3 separate regions of the Sus scrofa genome follow, and all the other regions are linked to region 2. The links are chromatin contacts, called in public HiChIP or PLAC-seq maps. All regions are on one chromosome and are shown on one strand. The core of a region is the stretch at or near the end of the contact, and the rest is flanking DNA. Distances in the headings are between cores, read along the strand shown. Region 1 holds the start of RANBP17 (ran-binding protein 17). Region 2 holds the start of NPM1 (nucleophosmin). Region 3 holds the start of LOC110257256.

Region 1 (2,700 bases), core at 180-2,679, 380 kb before region 2:
AGAGGGATTGAATAACAATAGAGTTACTACTGTCTTGGGTAAAAGATCAGTAAAAAATACATATCAAAGCACATTAAGAAAAATAGACAAAAAATGCAAAATACAGAAAAGAGTATAAGAGACATATGGAAAACTCCAAAAGGTTGAAAATACCCATAACTGGAGTTCCAGAAGGAGAAAAGAGAAAGGGACAGAAGCAGTATTTAAAGAAATACTGACCAAAAATTTTGAAACACTGATTAAAAATATTTGATTTCATATGTATGTGTGTGTGTGTATTTGCCTGCATTCACAGCATATGGAAGTTCCTGGGCTGGGGATCAAACCCACATCTTTGGAGAGAACTGAGCCACTGCAGTAAGAGTCTTAAGCCACTGTGCCACAGCGGGAACTCCACTGATTTCATATTTAAGGAGCCTTATGAACCCTAAGCAGGTTCTCTCTCTCTCACACACGTGAGTTACATCACACTCAAACTGCTGAAGAAAAAAAAGAAAGAGAAAAAATTTTAAGCAGGCATGGGTGGGAGAAGGAGACAAACTACTTTCAAAGAAGTACATCAGACCAATGGCTCATTTCTGAACAGAAACAATGGCAACCAGAAATCAAAAGAAAGGCATTTTTCAAATGCTGAAAGAATGTTTAAAAAAAATCCAAAAATTGAATTCTATACCCAGCAAAACTATCCTTTTACAAAATGCAGGTGAAATAAAGATGTTCTCATGTTAACAAAGCCAAGAGAATCTGCCACTAGTAAACCTGAAATTATAAGGGTTTTTAAGTAATTTTTCACACTAAAGTACAATGTCCCTCAACTAGAAGTGTTAAACTTCTGAAACACCAGAAAGCAGTGATTTTGACCTACTTCTCCTCAAATAAATTCTCATTCCAATGGAATCATTTCGTGTAAAATATAAGTTCATATTAAATGAAATGTATACCAGAAGAGGGGAACTAGAATTTTACAGCTTAACAATAATGTAGAGACTGTCAGTTTAATTTTAAGCAAAATAAAGTTTAAAACAAGTGAAAGGTGGGTTCTGGGAGACAGGGGTGAAGGACAGCAGTTGGCACGTGGGAGTCAAAGGTTATGGGTGATCTGTTACGTGCAGGTGGGTGTTAGGCCACGAGAAAGGTTGCGGAGACGGGGTATTCAGAAGCAAAGGGCAATAGCTGTGCTTGTAGGGGTTAGAGGTCAAGAGAGCCTGTGGGAGATGTAAAGTCAGGGGTCGTGGTTGACAGTTGGGTTGTGGTAGTTGTGTCAAGTGGAAGGGGTCAGAAGTCAAGACCCACCTGAGGCAGCGGCAGTTGAAGCTTGAACGCAGGGGGCGGTTAAGATTCGCCGCCCCTAGGCCCCGCCCCTCGGGCCCGCCCTGCGCGCGCCGCCTCCGTCGCCCCGCCCCGCCCCGCCGGTCCCGCCCCATCCCGAGCTTCGAACGCGAAGGCCCCGCGGCCAAGCTCGCAAGCGAGCGAGCGGCGCTGGGACCCCGCGGGCTGCTGGGGCTTCCGCGGCGCCCGCCTACGCTTCCTTCCCTCCGGCGCTCGGGGCGCCGACCGGCGCCGCCTCCCGGGAAGATGGCGCTGCACTTCCAGGTCAGTGGGCTCTGCCGCGGGTCCGCGCTCCGCCACCCCGGGAAGCCGGCGGGACGCCGGGGTCTGGAGACTGAGGGCCTAGGCCGGCGGCGGAGGCCAAAGGGGCCGCGGGGCTGGCACCTCGGAGCCCCAGCCTCCAGCCCCGGCCGGGGACCCGGACACTGGCCTGGGCTGCACACCTCGGGAGCGGGCCCGAGGAAGGGGCGGCCCGAGCTCGGGGGCGAGGGGTGGAGGGGTAGAGACCAGGCTCGGAGCTCGCCCCGCGGGGGAGGTGGGATGCCGGAGACCGGCGGCGCCGGAGCCCGCTTTCCCCTGTACCGCCGCACGGCGCTGTGGGCGGCTTTGGCGATGCCCAAGCAGGTGGGAGCTCCGCCGGGCGGGACCAGCCTTCCCGCAGTGTCGCCAGCCAAGGTTCCATCGTCTGCCTTCATACAGTTAGGGCTGAGCTCGAGAGGGGGCCTGGGTCCGCCAGAGGATCGGCGTAGCAGTTGGACTTTAATTGGCCAGAGCGGGCAGGGGCTGTATGTGTGGGGAGTTGCGAAGGAGAGCTCTGCTGCAGCCTCATTGGAGGAGGAAACGGGGGCAGGGCGCGCTAGGAGCGCGGGGAGAGTCTGGATGGGTCGCGGGCTGGAGAAGGAAGGCTCCTGTATTCTTGGGCACTCTGGCATCTGCATCCAGTTATTCATTCAACAAACATTTATAGAACCTCCCCTCGCCCTCCACGTGTTTCAAGCACTGTAAGAAGTTCTGGGGTAAAGGATTACATCATCTACCATTCTTGCCTTCGTGAAATTCACAGATAATGACAGTAAATGTGAAAAATGATATGATAGAATTAATCACAGGATATCTTGGGAACTTTGAAAAGGAGCAATCAGCCGTGTGTGTGTGTGTGTGTGTGTGTGTGTGTGTGTGTGGAGAAGGTGTGAGACAGCTATGCTTCTCAGGCAAGACTTTTGATTTTCCATTCATCTACTTATTTATTGAATTCCTAGTTTGCTAGGCACCTAAGATACAGCTCTAGCAAAACTTTATGATTTGTACACTCAGGGAACTTGCAGTCTGTTGGATCTTGAAAGAATTGTAGGAGTTGGCCGGGCGAAGAGG
Region 2 (2,700 bases), core at 45-2,544:
TTCAGTTGGGAGCAGGGAAAAGCGGAGAACAGCTTAGTCCATTCACAAATAAGCATTGATTTCTCCACATTTTGAATTTTGATTCTGTTAATTATTGGTTCATGCGTATCACAGTTTATCTTCCCAAGTAGCCTATGTTTGGAGAAAAGGCGGTAGGGGATTGCTGTCACTATTTTTATTCTTTACAGTACTTTAATTTTTTAAATTTGTGTAAAAACCATAATTGTGGGGATCTTCAGCACCCCTGCCCGAGGAGCTGCGGTTGGGGGAAGGGTGGTCCTCAGTTTGACAGCGTACTTTAAGATACTCATTTCCAGGCTCGCTTCCAGAGTCTAAGTTTGTGTATTTCTTAAACGTCAAATGCCTTCTTTTCAGGCCAGAACAACCTTAGTGATGTTAAAGATTAAGAACTGCACAACCTCAGACACTGGACCCCCGTGTAATCCCCCGAGCTTTTAGACAGGTGTTAGTATTAGACTTGGAGCTAGAGAACCCTGTTTCTGTAACCACTCCGTCTGGGCACCTTACTTCCTCGTGGCGCGTCTCCCTGTCCGCAAAATGGGGATAGTCACATCTGCCTCTTACCTGTTACGTGGGGACATACGGTGGATACACAACCCTTTTAAAACTTTCTCTTTGGAGAAATCACCCAGGCTTGGTTCCTGCCCTGCTCATATGAAAGAGACCGATTTAGAACCCCCTGTTGGCCTCCCAGTGACGTAATGTCGAAGAATTTTAAATTCGGAGATGTTTCCTCAGAAAGGACAGGGGGTTAAAAACAGAACCGATTAAGTCTGGCCAGCAGCTACATCTTTTCTCCCCAACAAGTGGCAATCCGTAGTCCACTGTCTCTGGCACCTTAAGCTTTAACTTTGGGGAAACAATGAACTCTGGGCTCAGGCCTTCAGGCGAGCCAAAAAACTGGAAGTGGTTATGCCTGTTTGCAGGCCTGCGAGGCATGAGGAGATGGCGAAAGGAGAAATGAGCTGCTCTCTGGTTCACTTACAACCAGCTCGCCCTTCGTACCTAACCCAGCTAAGAGTTGCTGCCGCCATTTTGCAGGGTGGGCTGCGCAGGCTCTTGGCGCAAGGCCCGCGCTCCTGAGCGGGAGAGGACGTGGAAGGTTTGGAGGGTGGGGGAACGCGCGCTACGAGGGGGAAGTACGCGTGCGCACAGGCGGTGGCGGCGAAGTGGGTGGGACCAGGGTACGAATGCGCGTGCTCGGTGGGAGCCCGCGAAGTACCTGGAGGAGGTGGGGGGCGAGGTAGCAAGGAGTGATGTTGAAGAGCGCTTGCGCAGGAGAGAGACTGTGCGGGGAGGGGGGCTTCCGAGCACGCGCGCGGAGGCGGGACTTGAAGAGCTCTCGCGAGATCGTCAGGGTGCTATATATGTGCGCAGGGAGCCCGCGTCCTTTCCCTGGTGTGATTCCGTCCTGCGCGGCTGTTCTCCGCAACACTAGTGGATTATCTCCGTCCGCCTTCTCTCCCACCCAAGTGCGTGCCACCAACCCATGGAAGATTCGATGGATATGGACATGAGCCCCCTGAGGCCTCAGAACTATCTTTTCGGTAAGTACTGGCGTGTTGGGCCAAGGCCGAGCGCGGCCTGGTGGCTTTGGAGTGGGTGGTGGAAATCACACTGAGGCCTGGGCAGGTGGAGAAAGCTAAGCAGGCTGGAGGCCTGCGGGAGTGGGAAGCGAGCTGCTGGGGTCCTGAAGCTTAAGGATGGGGACCTGGGAGGGCGAGCCGGCACCACGGAGTGACTGGGAAGTAAGGGCGGCCTGAAGCGTGAGCGGTCCGAGGCCCAGGGCCTGAGTTAATGTGGAACCCACCGGTTTAGGGTTGGGCGTTAGCTGGGGCACGTGGTAGAGCTCCGGGCATAATTTTTTCCTGGGGTTGCGTGAGTTGGTAGGCTTCTGATTCCAGACTAGTGCCTGATGCTGGACTCCAGGTTGGTGGTGCAAGAGATTGTGGGGGATCAGGGTGTGAGACGTGGGCTTCCTATCTGGACGGAGAGGACAAATGGAGCCTGGCGTTGTCCTACAGGCCTAAAGGGTCAGGAGGTCTAGGGCCCAGACTCGGCCCGGGTTCTTCGGCCGGTTACAGGGGGATGGGAGCCGCGGCCCGGCGTGGGGAGGCCGCTACCGCTGGGAGCACGTGGTTGCCACGTGGTTGGGGGAAGGAGGGGTGTGGGCGCTACATCCGGGGTTCACTGGTGTCTTGTCACTCCGAGCCTGGGGTCCTGGGGCTTAATTGAGGATGGTGGACGGGAAATTTTAGGTGAAGTGGTTCGTAGCGCCAGTACTCTTGAGGTCTTTGTTAAGTGGTTAACATCAGTGCTGGTAGTTCTAGAGTTCTTTTTCTATCTCTCCGCGCTCTTTGCAGATGACTTACTGATACTCGGAAAACTGAAGGTTGCACTTAATAGTTCCAACCCCACAACGCTTGCTTCCAGAGCTGGTGCTTTACAAATGATTTGGGAGGTGGGCAGCAGAGGCAGCCTTCTGTTAAACTTGTAGTTCTATTACCAAGGTTTTGTTGCTCACCTCAATCACACAGTGCCATCCTAGGAGACTTGGGTTGGTTTTTCAACTTCACTAAACTTAATTGTTAAAGCCATTTTTTTTCGGTTAGGTTTTGAAGAAGTGCAAATGCCTTCAAGTTCATTTTGTTATATATCGTGCTGAGATATGTTAATTGA
Region 3 (2,700 bases), core at 63-2,562, 450 kb after region 2:
TTTTTTTTTTTGAAAAATTTCTTAACAGAACATCAGAGTATTGCAACACTTTATTAAGAGTATTGGCTTTGAATTAGTAGCTGAAGTAACAATTGCAGGAAGCCAGATCAGGTGTACTGCATAATACTCATACTTGATTTACTGACATTACTTAAGCAATTTATTGGACAAAGGTCAAACTTTTTGTTTTTTATTAAGCACATTCCACAGTACAAAGCTGTCATGAATAATATCTGTACAATTTAACAGTTTCAATAGCTGTCCAGACACAAATTTATTTCAAACAGATAATTGGCAAACATAATTAATTACAAGTTAGACTATCCCAGTGCTTTAAAACATTAATATAGCAGTAATTTACAGTTGCTCAATTATGGTTAGCAAAATAAAGTCCAGAGTACAGCTGGGAATTACTATTATAATCCCAGAAAGTCGGAATTCCTTGGGTGCCGGAGTCCCCTGCTATAATTTAGTAGGCACAATTCAAAGGTTGTGTGCATATTCAAAGGCCATGATCTCCCAAGGAACAAGAACTTCTATATTAAACATGCAAAACAACAACAAAAAGTCCATTAGTTCAGAACTGCCTCCTCCCGCCCCCCTCCCCGCCCCGCCCCCTGGGCTCTCCTAACCAATCTGGTATTAAAGCTGTAAGAGGAAGAGTGGTCAAGTCACTTGCACAACCACTGTCGGGCTTACAACAGCCACCTGATAATGGAGATTTATTATTTTTTTGTTTACACGTTGAGATTGACTTCTCAAAAATAGAAATTAATTTAGTAACATGTTGGAGGGAAGGATTTTTTTTTTTAAAGGACTAAGGAAAACAAAAAAAAGCAAACCAACTCAAGAGGCAATCACAGACACACACATTGATCCCCACGACAGAGCCCAGGCACCTTCCCCTCGGTGGGAGAGGGCGCTTCCGCGAGAAGAGGTTTTGTTAACAGGAGGTTCTCATTGGTCCTTTCAAAGGTTAGCAACAATTCCTTGATCTTTGGAAACAACGGCAAGGGGCAAATCAGAACCGAATAGTGAACAAGGGCAAAGGAGTGCCGACTGGATGCCAAAGCCCTTTCCGTGCATGCCAGCGTGACGGTGCCATTCACACGGGGCTGCGGAGTGCTTGGGAGCCAGGAGAGCCCGCAGTGGCCACGCCAGCAGGCGACCCCAGAGGTGACAGGTAGGGAGTCAGGGGCATCAGGCCGCGTGCCACGTGGGAGGACCCTCCACGCACCTCACGCTGGACCTCTGAGCCAGCCTGGCTGGGGAACCCGGGCTCCAGTCCCACCTGCCAAGGGCGGGAACGCATGGTGGCCGGAGCCGGAGCCGGTCAGCGGGGCTCCTCGCTCTTCCCTTCCCAGGGTTACCGACACACAGAACGGGACCTCGGGACGGTGAAGTCAAATGAATACCATGGGACGTGGACATGAGCACGTAGCAGTACGTATGAGGAAAAGGACAACCAAAAAATGTTAAGGTACCTCTCTATCGTATTTACTGCACGACAAATAGAACATTTTGTGTTAAACTTTAGAAATGACATTTAGAAACAAGAATCCCATCAAAATACACACACACACACACACACACACACACACACACACTCTCCACGCACACACTGACATGACAAAAAGAAAATCCACCATGTGAATACTGCAGAAAGGGGTCTAGTAAATCCACATCAACCCTGGTGTGGGGCTAGGAGCGAACACACTTGCTATTAGTGTCTCAGGCACCGGGGCCCTGACTCGAGCAACCTTGAGGTTAAACTGTTATGTACATTATATCTACATGCGGGTACAGTATTTTAAATTAGGAGGCAAGCACGCGTGTAAAGGTGTTACTCTACCAAATATCAGGAGATGGCTGCGGGTCCAGAGAAGAGCTAATAATAAAAGGAAAGAGCTATATTACCTGCTGGGAGATAATATAACCTGGCTGATAGTTCTTTTAAATTAAAGTGGTACAGAAAGGAAGGATGATCCAAAAAATATTACTCAAACAATCCAGAGAAAAGTTTCCATTGTCCACCGTGTTCCTAACACAAGTCAGAATTCGTAATGACTTGGACGGTCGAAAGGAGGATGCTAACTTCTGAAAAGAAAAGGCCCGGACCTTCTGGGCAGGTGGTTTGGCACCCAAATTTCACCGAAGAAGGATGCTGTTTCTTAATATCGGACCAAAGTGCAAAGCAATATAAATTAGAGGCCAAGTCTTCTCTTGACGGTCGATTTGTACGTTCCTTTTATATGAACAAGTTACATTTGAAGCGTTAGGTTTTTTTTTCTCTGGGGGGGGAGGAGACGGGCTTCTGGACTACTGAAAGTCGGTGAGGCTAAGGTATCCTTCTCAAAGTCGAGGCCGGAATCAGAGGTGAGAAATGTCGGTACTTGAAGAGTTAGGCTGCTTTGCATCTGCCCAGCATCTAGAACCAATTCCAGCTTCGTAACTCAGCTGTGAAGAACTCCCTTAGGCATTTGGTAGCCATGTAGCCAGTAGTTCAAGACTAGGAAACCCTGAAAAAACAAGAACAGAAACAAGAACAAAAAACAAAGGGAGCATGTATGGATATTCTGGGTAGACATGGAGCGCCACGCCACAGCCCCCCCACATCCACACAGACACCTATGTACCCGTGCACACCTAACACCGACTGTCACATCATCGGCATCCAAACAGAAGCTGCAGATGGCTTTG

Evidence for each region. HiChIP or PLAC-seq counts read pairs in DNA pulled down with a chosen protein or histone mark.
Region 1: an H3K27ac HiChIP or PLAC-seq map of alveolar macrophages shows a contact between it and region 2. The contact joins the promoter of RANBP17 here to the promoter of NPM1 in region 2. A contact is called at or near these places in 2 of 5 promoter capture datasets (fetal liver and liver) and 1 of 2 datasets of contacts at active chromatin or transcription factors (alveolar macrophages).
Region 3: a contact with region 2 is called in an H3K27ac HiChIP or PLAC-seq map of alveolar macrophages. The contact joins the promoter of LOC110257256 here to the promoter of NPM1 in region 2. A contact is called at or near these places in 1 of 5 promoter capture datasets (fetal liver) and 1 of 2 datasets of contacts at active chromatin or transcription factors (alveolar macrophages).

Annotation. Positions count from the first base shown.
Region 1 is chr16:53,158,885-53,161,584 of Sscrofa11.1, reverse strand. It overlaps RANBP17 (ran-binding protein 17), which reads left to right and starts at 1,429. Exons shown (of 28, transcript XM_021076681.1): 1 at 1,429-1,593. The coding sequence starts at 1,576. It overlaps LOC110257298 (a long non-coding RNA gene), which reads right to left and starts at 1,367. Exons shown (of 4, transcript XR_002339723.1): 1 at 1,294-1,367.
Region 2 is chr16:52,780,456-52,783,155 of Sscrofa11.1, reverse strand. It overlaps NPM1 (nucleophosmin), which reads left to right and starts at 1,294. Exons shown (of 11, transcript XM_013990662.2): 1 at 1,294-1,568. The coding sequence starts at 1,511. It overlaps LOC102158455 (a long non-coding RNA gene), which reads right to left and starts at 1,330. Exons shown (of 3, transcript XR_001304781.2): 1 at 1,244-1,330.
Region 3 is chr16:52,335,226-52,337,925 of Sscrofa11.1, reverse strand. LOC110257256 reads right to left here and starts at 1,312. Exons shown (of 5, transcript XM_021076821.1): 1 at 1,112-1,312; 2 at 900-995. The coding sequence starts at 1,312. FBXW11 (F-box/WD repeat-containing protein 11) reads right to left here. Exons shown (of 14, transcript XM_021077115.1): 14 at 33-2,519.